3 separate regions of the Ovis aries genome follow, and all the other regions are linked to region 1. The links are chromatin contacts, called in public Hi-C maps. All regions are on one chromosome and are shown on one strand. Each heading gives the region's core, a stretch centred on a gene start, on an enhancer-like site or on the middle of the called end of the contact. The rest is flanking DNA. Distances are from core to core; before and after follow the strand shown.

Region 1 (4,135 bases), core at 1,155-3,654:
TTACACACAGCTCCTCCTCCCTCTCCCAGCCAACACTTAAAGCCCCTCTGGCAATATAAACAAAAGAAAACTTAAAATTTTTGCCTTGATTTTAAAATGTGCCTTTCAGCAAGTAGGTAAGTAGGAAGAGAGATCAGGATCTGAGGGTGTTAACAGCATAGAGTGAGATGCTTCTGAACCCAACCGGGAAGACAATTATTTTCTACCAGCAGAAGCAATTCTTATCGTAGAGGAGGGTGCAGTCTAGTGGCAAACTTCATGAAATGCAACCCCTTCTCCAAAGGGAAGTTAGAGCCCTTCCAGAGCAACGAGAAATGTAAAAGGGCTGACAGTGCTGACCCAAGTTCCCCCAAACAGGACAGCCACAGCTGCTCAGCCCTCAGATGGGGCTCCGAAGGCCACACCCCCATGCCAAGTGCAGGGAAACACTAAAACCCCCACCTTCCTTCTTTGAAGGCATTCACTTTCTTTCCTTTCACTAAGGAAAGAAGGGTTCCTAGGATTCCCAGAGATCCTCTGAGGTTTGAAAAGGGATCACGGTGTTTCCCGTCGGGATCTGCTGGTCTTGTGGTACGCCAGCAGCTCCAATTCCTGGGCTATGCCTGCTCCCAGGTGGGTCCCTCATAACCTGGGGTCCCTCTGGTTTGTTACCTATGCCCTCCAGGGCTGTGGCCCCATAGAAATACTCCTTTCAAAGAACCTGGAGGGGGAGGATCACTCCACTCTGCCTTCCTTGCCTCTGACAACCCCACAGCAGGGCAGGACACAGGGGGCCTCCGGGCACGATTTTCAGAACCAGCATTTCCTCCCAAGTGCCAGTCTCTGTAGCTCAGTGCTGCCTATGATGCTGCTGCTATGAATGTCCCTTGGTGCAAGTACACACAGTATGCACACACAACACACACACACACACACACAGAGCTTCCCTGGGCCAACAGTGTAGCTAAAGAAAAACGGCCCCTTCCCCCTACAACCAAAGACAGTCACTTCACCAGCAACAGAAACACTAGATTAAATCCCCTTCCCCAGATTTTTAGGGGGGAATTTAGTGTCTCTTTTCTATTTCCCCTCACCACCCATCGCTGGCCATCTTACACTAACACCCATTCCAACACACACACACACACACCCTTACTTGGTCACTCAGACACCAGCAGACAGCCATTTCCCAAAGCTAAGGTAGCATTTCTTGGGCACTCTATATATCCAGTTGGCTAATAAGAAAATTCTTCTCCCTCCAGCCTGCGCCTTGGCTAGCTAAGGGGTGGGAGGGACGGGAGATGAGTTGCTCCTTATTGTATCCACCGCGCTGCAAGAATTCTCCCCCTCGACCCCCACCTCCTCTCCCTCTCTGGGCAGCTCCAGCCCTGTTCCCCGAGCCCCCCTCCCCCGTCCCCTCATCACTTTCTTCCATTCTAGGGAGAGGAGGGAGCTGTTCAGGCAGCGAAGGGGAGCCCCCGTGTGTCTAGAAGGCCTCTCCCCACCCCCATCCCGTGTGAGTTTGTACTCCTTGGCATCCTTGCCTGGGTTGGGTGTTGGGGAGCTCAAATTGCAGCTACAAACTGGCTGGCAGCCAGGGGCCGTCTATTTAAAAGCGCCGGCTCAACCGGAGCCCGTAGTCTCTTTGGAAACTTCTGCCGGGGGAAAAAGAGCTAGGAAAGAGCTGCAAAGCGGTGTGGGTTTTTTCCTTTTTTTTCCTTTTCCCCTCCTCTTCTTTACTACCCTCTCCTCCGTTTGCACCTTTCTTCGGGCTTCACGCAGAACCTGCGAATTTCGAAAAGGTGCTAGCAGAGTGGGAGAAAAGAGGTGTTGGGGGTTTGGTGTGTTTTTTCTTTTTTTTTTTTTTTAATTTCTTGATTTCCACATTTTTCCTCCGCCTTCGCGGCTGCAGCCGCCGCCTCTTACCTGTTCCGCAGCAGCCGCGCGCCGCTGGCAGCTGAGGGTTAGAAAGGAGCAGGGTGTACTTTGAGATTTTAAACAAAAATTTTGAAGAAGAAATCTATTTTTCTCCCGCCCCCCCCCCCACTGCCTCTCTCACAGCCTCCGAGCTCTTTTTTTCCGGTGGTTGTTGGGGGGTGAACCATTTTTGGCTCCCCCGCCGCAATTCTGACCAGGTCAGACTCGTGGGGAAGGGGATTTGTTTCTCCAGCCTCCGATTCCTCTGCATGCACCTGGCGCTGCTCCCTTTCCCCCTACCTGTTGCAAGTCTGTAATCTTTGCAATTGAGACTTGCTTGCAGGCACTCCAGCCCTCCATCGCTCCCTACATTTTGCAATTGTCCGGGGGAGGGCACCTGCTCTACCTGCCAGAAATTTTTTTCAAAAAAGAACATTGCTCCGCGCTCCCTCCTGGCCCCTCTCTCCCTGCACTCTCGCGCTCCTGCCCCGCCCCAGGTAAAGGGGGAGACTCGGAAAAGATGGTGCTCACCGCGCTCCTCCTGCTTCTGGCCGCCTGTGCGGGGCCGGCCCAGGGTCTGGGCTCCTTCGTGCACTGCGAGCCCTGCGACGAGAAAGCCCTCTCCATGTGCCCCCCCAGCCCCCTGGGCTGCGAGCTGGTCAAGGAGCCGGGCTGCGGCTGCTGCATGACCTGCGCCCTGGCCGAGGGGCAGTCGTGCGGCGTCTACACTGAGCGCTGCGCCCAGGGGCTGCGTTGCCTCCCCCGGCAGGACGAGGAGAAGCCGCTGCACGCCCTGCTGCACGGCCGCGGGGTTTGCCTGAACGAAAAGAGCTACCGCGAGCAAGCCAAGATCGGTGAGCGCGCTCCGTGTGCCAGAGAGCTACACGGCGCACGGGCGGGGGCGGGGGGGGTGGTTGTGGGGGGGCACGGGACAGGCTGGCCCCGAGCGCTCTGCCCAGCAAGTGGCTTAGAGCCGGGGTGCTGGCCGAGAGGAGGGCGGGGAGGGTCCCTGCACTTCGGAATCGGAGCCCCAGCCGATCCTGCTACCCCAGGAGTCGGTCTAGCCGAGCCTCTCCGGGTTTTCGCTCCTTCTCCTCGTCCCTACCCCCACCTTCTTCACCCCACCCCTCCCCCCTCGACTAAACGGTGACTCTGAGCTCCTATTTCTTCTCTAGATGCAAATCCTCAGGTACTCAATCTCCAGTCCGAAAGTGTGCATCTTATATGATCAACTCCCTCTCCACCACCTCCAATATGCTGTGGGTTTTGTTTTTTTTCTGAACTTGAAAAAAAAATGCCTTTTGTTAAAATATTGCTTCAACTGGGGACCTGGAGAGAGAGGCGTTACCGGTTTTCGGTGCTAATTCTACCTTTGTCCCTCCCAGCCCCCCACCCCCCTACCAGTCCGTCTTTGACGTTTCTATTCTCCTACCCCGCCCCCCCCCCACACGGGCGCACACGCACACTCACGTGCACACATAACACACGCACGCACGCACCCTTGGTAGCTCTTGCCTTTGGGGCGGGGGCTTTGATGCCCCTCCCACGTGCACACTCATTGCTCTTGACTTGATGCGATTGACTGGTCGTATGTAAAAGATACTGAAATGCAAAATATCTCTTTTTCCTCCCAGGAAAGGAAAGGTGACTTTGGGCAAGCTCAGAGGCGGCGGGGAGGTGGAGCAAGTCGGGGGCGGGGGGGTGGGGGTAGTGAGGGAAAGGAATGGGAAAGGTGGGCTTGATGTTCCAGGGCTGGCTGTTCCTGAATCGAGCTCCTTTCCCCTGCTCCTATTCAGATTTTACCTAGGAAGAAAGGTAGATATAGGGCTGGGAAACAAGAAGAGATGTGAAATTCAGACACCGCGGCTTCCCCGCCAGTGCTAATCCCCCACGCTGTCGCGTCGCCCCTCGAGCTCTCAAGCCAGATCACAAGTGGGTGTGGTGTAAATGGAAGAGGGGCCCTGGAAATGCAGAATGCAAAATCAAGGGGGCGGAGACGGAAAAGCCACGCACCAGGCGCCTCCCCTCCACCTCCAAGTAGCCCCGCCCCCAGGCTGCCCCGCCCCCAAATTCTCAGTTCTGGAGTTTAAAAGGTTGACAGAGCTGCTTGTTCAATTGAAACACTTCGGCTTCCTCTTGGAAAGTTACTTGATTTTTTTTTTTTAAGTTTAATGAACTATACACAAAAGTCTGGGTTCTGAGCATTGGTCCTCCCCCAAAGGGGTTAAGACTTGGCTAA
Region 2 (4,135 bases), core at 1,079-3,578, 830 kb before region 1:
ACATCATTAGAGACAGTAGGAGCTCAAGTAGGACCAGGCCAGGGATTCTGGGCTGAAAGAGGCTAAACCATGAGGTCTACCAGCTAATGCTCTGAATAGCCAATTCCAGCAGTTTGCCCACAATAGAACAATCTTCCTAAAAGGTCCTTCTCTACCTCTTAGGTCTATATGGATTCAGGGAACACTATGTGGATTCTAGAAAGTGTTCTCTCTTCACTGATTTGGGGACATAACAATTCATCCTCATAAGCCTTATTGGGCAAGGAAAGGGCAGGAGACAAAGTCAAAGTCTGAGATGGACCTAGAGGTTAGCATGTTAAATGAAATGAGTGTGACAGAGAAGGGCGACTTTTGTAAGATATCACTTTTATGTGGAATTTAAGTTCAGTTCAGTTGCTCACTCATGTCCGACTTGTTGCAACCTCATGGACGGGAGCACGCCAGGCTTCCCTGTCCATCACCAACTTCTGGAGCTTGCTCAGACTCATGTCCATCGAGTCAGGGAAATCTAAAAATGTAGTACAAATGAACTTATTTATAAAACAGAAACAGACCCGGAGACACAGGAAAAAAAAAATGTTACCAAAAAGGAAGGGGAGTGGAGGGATAAATTGGGAATATGGGACTAACAAATGCACACTACCATGTATAAAATAGATTAAACAACAAGGATTTACTGTATAGCGCAGGGAACTAGATCTTCCTGGTGGCTCAGACGGTAAAGCGTCTACCTGCAATGCGGGAGACCCGGGTTCGATCCCTGGGTTGGGAAGATCTCCTGGAGAAGGAAATGGCAATCCACTCCAGCACTCTTGCCTGGAAAACCCCATGGACAGAGGAGTTTGATAGGCTACACAGTCCATGGGGTCACAAAGAGTCGGACACGATTGAGCGACTTCACTTTCACTTTCACAGTGAACTATATTTAATATCTTGTAATAAGCTACAATGGAAAAGAATAGAAAAGCAGAATAAATCATTGTTGTTTTGTTGCTAAGTTGCATCCAACTCTTTTGGGACCCCATGCACTGTAGCCCACCAGACTCCTCTGTCCGTGGGATTTCCCAGCCAAGAATACTGGAGTGGGTTGCCATTTCCTTCTCCAGGGGATCTTCCTGACCCAGAGATTGAACTGGTGTGTCCTGCATCGCACACGGATTCTTTACCACCAAGCCACTAGGGAAGCCCACACACATATATATTTATAACCAAATCACTGTGCTGTATACCTGAAACTAACACAGTATTGTAAATCAACTCAGTTCAGTTCACTTCAGTCCCTCAGTCGTCTCTGACTCTTTGCTACCCCATGGACTGTAGCACACCAGGCCTCCCTGTCCATCACCAACTCCCAGAGCTTACTCAAGCTCATGTCCATTGAGTCTGTGATGCCATTCTAACTATCTCATCTTTTGTTGTCCCCTTCTCCTCCCACCTTCAATCTTTCCCAGCATCAAGGTCTTTTCCAATGAATCATTTCTTCCCATCAGGTGACCAAAGTATTGGAGTTTCAGCCTCAGCATCAGTCCTTCCAATGAATATTCAGGACCGATTTCCTTTAGGATGGACTGGTTGGATCTCCTTGCAGTCCAAGGGACTCTCAAGAGTCTTCTCCAACACCACACTTCAAAAGCATCAATTCTTCCGTGTTCAGACTTCTTTATAGTCTAACTCTCACATCCATACATGACTACTGGAAAAATGATAGCTTTGACTAGATGGACCTTTGTTGGCAAAGTAATGTCTCTGCTTTTTAATATACTATCTAGGTTGGTCATAAATTTTCTTCCAAGGAGCAAGCGTCTTTTAATTCCATGGCTGCAGTCACCATCTGCAGTGACTTTGGAGCCCAAGAAAATAACGTCTGACACTGTTTCCATTGTTTCTGTCTCTATCTGCCATGAAGTGATGGGACCGGATGCCATTATCTTAGTTTTCTGAATGTTGAGTTTTAAGCCAACTTTTTCACTCTCCTCTTTCACTTTCATCAAGAGCCTCTTTAGTTCTTCCCTTTCTTCCATAAGGTTGGTAAATCAACCACATTTGAATAAGAAAAGGTCAAAGTCTGAGAACCTGAGCATTTTACCTAAAAGCATTATTATTGCTTATTGTATTTGACTGAAATGACCCAATTGGATTACATTTACTTTTTTCTTTTCTCAGCACACGTGGGCCTCTGGGGAGGATCATATCAGTTACAGAGACATAAAGCTACCCTTGCTCAGCACATCTGGGCGTAGTGTGAGTCTCTGACCACAAGAGGTCTGAGTTGTTGTTAGATGTTGTTTTCTGTAACCACCCAGAGCAGAAATATCTGGCAAACATCCTCTGGCCTAAGTAGGCCTGTACTGTCCTATAACAGAGTTGGGATTATTCACAGTCATGGGGGACAGGGAGAGGCTGAATCACTGAAGCTTCTAACAATAATTCAAAAATCTCATTTTTGCTGAGTGTTGATCATTGACCAAACTTTCCAGTTTCTCAGAGGTCACCAAATGGACTGATTTGAACCGTATCTCTTTATTGCCTCTATCAGAGGAGTAAAGAATCTGTGAAACAATTTCACATGATCACAGCTCCCTCTGGCCCTGGGACTGGGCATGGGAGTGGGAATTGAGGATGGTATTTGGGGGCTGGTGCTGGGTTGGGTCTCAGAGTCACCCTAGAACAACACAGGAATTTCTCTCAAGGTACACACAACCTTGCTCAGTGATTCCCCAGTGCACCTAGAATAAAATCTAAGGTTTCCAGACTGCCTGCTTTCTCATCTCGTTGTATCACTGTCTTCTGCCTCATTCTGCAAGGACTGGAGGCTCTATTTTATGTCAAAATAATTTTTGTCTTTTCTACAATTCTTAGAAGACTGCAAGCTCTTTTCTGTCTTTCAGAGTTGTTTCTCTGTTTTCTTCTCCAAGTCTCTTCACTTCTTTCTTTCCATTTTTTTTCCCTATCTCCATGTCATCCTCAATATGTGTAAATGTCTTCTCTACAAAAAAGCCTGATGTGACCTTCTTGGACTTCCATGACCTCTTTGACCTCCCATGACTCTGACCCCATTATTTCCTTTCACAGCGCTTCAGTTATTGCCTAATTAAGTACTTATCACAGGTTGGATGGACATTTATTTACAGACTGACTCCCTTCCCTGTCCCCATGTCTGTCCTGCTTGTCACCATGGTCTGTGGCTAGCATAATGCTGGGCAGGAACTTTGCTCCCAGTAGACAATTGTTTTTCTTTTTCTTCCCTCTGTAAAATATATAATTTGTTTATTTCATCAAAATATACTTCTCATACATCTATTATTTTCTAGGTCATTGAAATAGTACAGAGCATATCAGGTTTATTTCAGTGTGCAAAGACATCTTGTATGTATCTCTTGGGTCTTTGAGGACCAATGGAAATTCTCTAATCTTTGTTGATTTTTTTTTCCTGGTTTTTATGGAAGTATAGCTTCTGACAATTGTTTAATGAATGAAGTGGGCAGACATTGTTTAATTCTCTAAACTCAGTTCAGACACATAGTAGCCAAAGAGAGGAAGAGGGACAAATTGTCTCAGTTCAGTTCAGTTCAGTTGCTCAGTTGTGTCCGACTCTTTGCGACTCCATGAATCACAGCACACCAGGCCTCCCTGTCCATCACCAACTCCCAGAGTTCACTCAGACTCACGTCCATCGAGTCAGTGATGCCATCCAGCCATCTCATCCTCAGTCATCCCCTTCTCCTCCTGCCCCCAATCCCTCCCAGCAACAGAGTCTTTTCCAATGAGTCAACTCTTCGCATGAGGTGGCCAAAGTACTGGAGTTTCAGCTTTAGCATCATTCCTTCCAAAGAAATCCCAGGGCTGATCTCCTTCAGAATGGACTGGTTGGATCTCCTTGCAGTCCAAGGGACTCTCAAGAGTCTTCTGCAACACCACACTTCAAAAGCATCAATTCTTCCATGCTCAGCCTTCTTCACAGTCCAACTCTCACATCCATGCATGACTACTGGAAAAACCATGGCCTTGACTAGACGGACCTTAGTTGGCAAAGTAATGTCTCTGCTTTTGAATATACTATCTAGGTTGGTCATAACTTTTCTTCCAAGGAGTAAGCATCTTTTAATTTCATGGCTGCAGTCACCATCTGCAGTGA
Region 3 (4,135 bases), core at 691-3,190, 530 kb before region 1:
TCTTGACTCTTGGTAGCTTAACATGGCACTTGAAATTCTATCTTGACTCCTTCAGGTTTGTTTTCAGAGCTCTACCCAAAAATTGATGGTGGCCATCCCTTTTGCAAGGCTCCATTCCCAGCAGAGACCTCATTTTCTGGCATAGTCCCCAGCATTGCAGGGGAGGTGAGTTCAGAAGAAAGTGTCCCGGGACCTTCTGTCTGCATTTTTTTCCCCTATGGTGGGACTTTGAGGCTGCCTTTCTGGCCTGTCTTCCCTGTTACCAAACAAACACTTTTTAAAATTAGGAAATGAAAATGATAGTTCTATTCCAAGCCAGGAGTTCATCTAGTGTGCTCCAGGAAAAGGATGATTAATGGAGCTAAGGCTTTATGCCTGAGCCAGGGGGTGGCAACTTGTGGGGAGTAACTCAGATGTCCAACCCAGCCATAGCCTTGGATCAGGTGAACTGCCTGGCCTTAGGCCTACTGGAGGCCCTTAAAGTTAAACAGTGGCCCTGGCAGAAAATGTGTCCCAGTAAGGGCTGGTGACACGCATGGCCCAAAGGAACATGGCAATTTTCCGATTTTTTGGTTTGTATGGAGAACCAACCTAGACAACCCTGGCCTACAGAAACATGTCAGATGCTAGAATATCCAGACTGGTTGTCCAGGCCACCTAAATTATATGGATAATAACAAAGATGTCCTTTTGCTGAATGTCATGTGGACTCATTCCAAAGTCCTGTTTGGGTCTGAGGCCCTGTGTGTAATAGTCCTTCACCAGAAGGGTGAAAAAGAAAGAAAAATGTAGGGAATTTGAATCCTACTTTGTCAAGAGCTCAGAACTGAGAGTAGCAAAATTCTGTATGGTCTTGATTGAGCAGTGGTTTTCCACTTCTCTCAAAGTTGAAATCGCCATGACTGTATGAAATACTCTAAAGTTGCATGCACACAACTTCATTTCACCTGAGGTGTGGATTTTGCCAAAGACTTATGGCATAAGCCCTCAGATCATTCTGTTTTAATGTCAGGTGGTACCTAGGAGTTCATGGTCATGATCCGTGATAATGACCACCCTTTCTCCATCTCTGCCTGTCAAGTTCTTATGCACTATTCCCAACCCAAATGCTATTTCTTCCGTGGGATCTCACCTGCGTCCTCTCTTATCCTTCTGCCCCTCTAGCAATTGGTATGGCTTTCTTTGATTAATTTGCTAAGTCTTATCTTACCATGTAAATTTATTTAGTTTCTTTCACTTTAAAAAAAAAATTATCCTCACTGTGACCTCAGCAAAAATAAAATTCAAAGAAATTTTCAAAAATAAAACCCTTATCCTTTACTCTCTCCTCTCAAGAGGAGAGAACTGCAGTTCTTATTCATCACAAGGAAGGTGAGTAGGAGGATCAAAGAAATGATATTAAGATTTGAATGACACCCTGAAAATAAAACCAATTGTGATTGCTTTAAAAGGCATGATCTCATTTGATTCCTACATGAGGCTCGTTCCTCTTTGGTAAAATGGGGATTGTAACGATGAGACCTGAAGGAAGAGGTAAAATTACTCAGCATATAAATGAGGAGATTGCAATCTGGCCTGGAATTTGTCCGTTCCTTTCTCTCCACCATGTTGCGTCCCAGGATACCTCAGCATCCTTAAGGACAAAGATCTGGAGGAAACACAAAGGGACTTCTATTTTCATCTTTCAGTTCTAACAAGATGAGGATCAGCAGGCAGACAGACGCACAGGGGAATAATGGCTCTGCCCTCTCTACTGGGCCCCCTCCCCCTGCCTTTATCCCCACTCATGGTGACCTTGGCAGAACAAGCTTGCTCTGTAATGACCACTTCGTCAGCAGGGGCTGTGTATTTAGTAGCAGGAAATATAAGCTTTTGTGGTCAGTGTGACGTCACCCCACCCACTGAACAGGCCTTTATAATCTGACCACAAAAAGGCTTGAAAGGGATAGACACATACACACAGAGCAAGAGGCGATAGCACTGTCAACAGTTGTCTGTGCAGTGAAAGGAGCATTGTGTCTTCCAAATGCTTCCCAAAGCCTGATGTTTGGTCTGCTGTAGACAAAATACCTGGAGATATATGGCGTCTTTGCTTTGCAGTTGAGTGTCTCAACTCATCTGTCTTCCTTCTCCTCTCTCCTTTCCTTCTCTCCTTCTCTCATCATCTCCCTTCCTTATTCCCTTCATACTTCTGCTTTCCTTCCCTTCTTTTTTCCCCTTTAACTCTCCCTTTATCTAAAATATGCAAATATATATATTTTAAATTCTTTTAGTTGCTTTGCAACATTTAGATGTAAGGCAGACTCACACACACAAACATACCACATTTCAATTGTATTTTTCTTCTCCTGGATACTTCACTGTTAGAGAGAAAAGGAAAGAGAGAGCCAGATAGAGAGAGAGTAGCAGAGACAAAAGAGATATATAAAAAGTGTAGCTGACATATTAATGCAAATATGAAAATTTCCTTCCCACGAATGTTGGTTTTCAAACTTATTTTTATGGAAGTAAAGAACATGTTTTGTAGAGCTAAATGACCCAGTACCTTTTAGTGTCATGGTGTGCAAGTTCAAGTTTACCTATTGTTTTCACTTATTTTAGGAGAAGAAATGGCACAACAAAGATCAATATAGATACTAAACCTCAAAAAGCAGACAACCTGAGAAAGGAGGATAGAAAAAAACTGTCCATACAATATATCCACATTAGCTTTTTCCTTATTTGAAGCTAGAGACACTCTGTCAGAGACTGATAGAGACAGAGAGAGGAAGTCTGGGAGGTGATGGCAGATGTGTCTGACCTCTGAGTTAAGGCTGGTTGAAAAGTGTGGCTTCCTATGATTTGTGCTGCTGTGGGAACTCACTCCTGGGGCTCTGAGCTCTCCTCTGAGGCACAGGTAGCAGGAAACACCTGCTTTACTTCTCTGCTGAATCTTCCCCTGAGACCCTCCTCCCTGCTCTGCAGGGCACAAATAGACAAGCAGGTTTTCCACATGTCCCGATCTTCCTTGAGAGAGGAAATCTGGAACCATATATTAGTAAGTGATACACCTTGATGGCTTCCTTACCACTTACTCTATTCCTTTTTATTCTCTTCTAATCGACTTCTATTATTGCTTCCTCAACCCAGCTTTTTCCCCTCCTTGTACTAATAATATTCTTTCTCCCAGAATAAACTAGGCATAAGAAGTCTATCCATAAAAGTTGATAAACAAGTGTGTATTATGTTCATCAGAATTTATCATTTGGGGTTTGGCCATTCTCCTCTCCATACCAAAAGGGGAAGCAAATGGAATTCCACTTTGGAAAGGCATGAAAAACAGATGCAAATATGCATCACATCAAGATAGCAGCCTTTAAATAGCCTCCCAGCCAGAGGCACTGCACGATTAGCAGCTTCTTAGAGTCACACTTATCCACCCCAGAAAACATCAGCCAAAATGCCATCTACATAACTGGACAAAGAATATCAAATTTTTCTTTAAGTAAAAAATTATGAAATCCAAGAAATTTTCATCAGGCTTACAAAGACCTCTGAGGGTTGCCATGTCTAGTTCATTTTCTCCAAAGAGGAAAACATCTATGGCAATGTTTGTAACACTGATTTCTCCTCCTTTCTTCTTTCGTCTATCCTCTAGTGAAAAGAACTCTTGGGTAGAAAAGGGAAAATAGCAGAGAAAGTTTAAAAAAGTAATTTTTTAAACTATTTTTCATAGAAAGGACTCGCTGATAACAAATCTCAGTCAATTTAGAAATTTATTTTGCTTTATGAGAAAGGAAGATTGATATTCTGGAAACACAAGTGATCTGAGGCAATAATTTTACTGAGTCACTGGAAAAATCAGAGGTATAACCATGAGAACTTGATGAGTCACTTCCTTTCTCCAGAGAGTTTAATCTGTAAAATGGGAGGGTTAAACTTAAGGATTTCTGAGGTTGCTTCTACCTATGTTTTATAATTTATGTGACAGAACAGAGGGGACTGTCTTCTCTAAATTTTTCTTAGAAATCAAGCAGAAATGGGAAACTTTCACGTAAGAAATAGACAAGGGGATGACCCAGAGAGATGTTGTGGGGAGGGAGGTGGGAGGGGGGGTCATGTTTGGAAACGCATGTAAGAATTAAAGATTTTAAAA

Evidence for each region. Hi-C and Micro-C count contacts between places; a contact is called where the count stands out from the background.
Region 2: a contact with region 1 is called in a Hi-C map of tail adipose tissue, with 7 times the contacts expected there. The contact joins the enhancer-like site here to the promoter of IGFBP5 in region 1. A contact is called at or near these places in 2 of 16 Hi-C or Micro-C datasets (skin fibroblasts and tail adipose tissue).
Region 3: a contact with region 1 is called in a Hi-C map of tail adipose tissue, with 14 times the contacts expected there. The contact joins the enhancer-like site here to the promoter of IGFBP5 in region 1. A contact is called at or near these places in 10 of 16 Hi-C or Micro-C datasets (hypothalamus, liver, mesenteric adipose tissue and 5 more).

What each region holds. Positions count from the first base shown.
Region 1 is chr2:218,687,111-218,691,245 of ARS-UI_Ramb_v3.0, reverse strand. It overlaps IGFBP5 (insulin like growth factor binding protein 5), which reads left to right and starts at 2,404. Exons shown (of 4, transcript NM_001129733.1): 1 at 2,404-2,750. The coding sequence starts at 2,417.
Region 2 is chr2:219,520,269-219,524,403 of ARS-UI_Ramb_v3.0, reverse strand. No RefSeq gene overlaps it. Among named protein-coding and RNA genes, the nearest start is that of TNS1, 640 kb to the left of the region's middle. Within about 2 kb of position 2,328, at least 3 of the 54 cell types and tissues checked have an H3K27ac peak or open chromatin away from gene starts, as enhancers often do. A contact at or near this core is called in tail adipose tissue, where this site is marked.
Region 3 is chr2:219,221,291-219,225,425 of ARS-UI_Ramb_v3.0, reverse strand. No RefSeq gene overlaps it. Among named protein-coding and RNA genes, the nearest start is that of TNP1, 360 kb to the right of the region's middle. Within about 2 kb of position 1,940, at least 8 of the 54 cell types and tissues checked have an H3K27ac peak or open chromatin away from gene starts, as enhancers often do.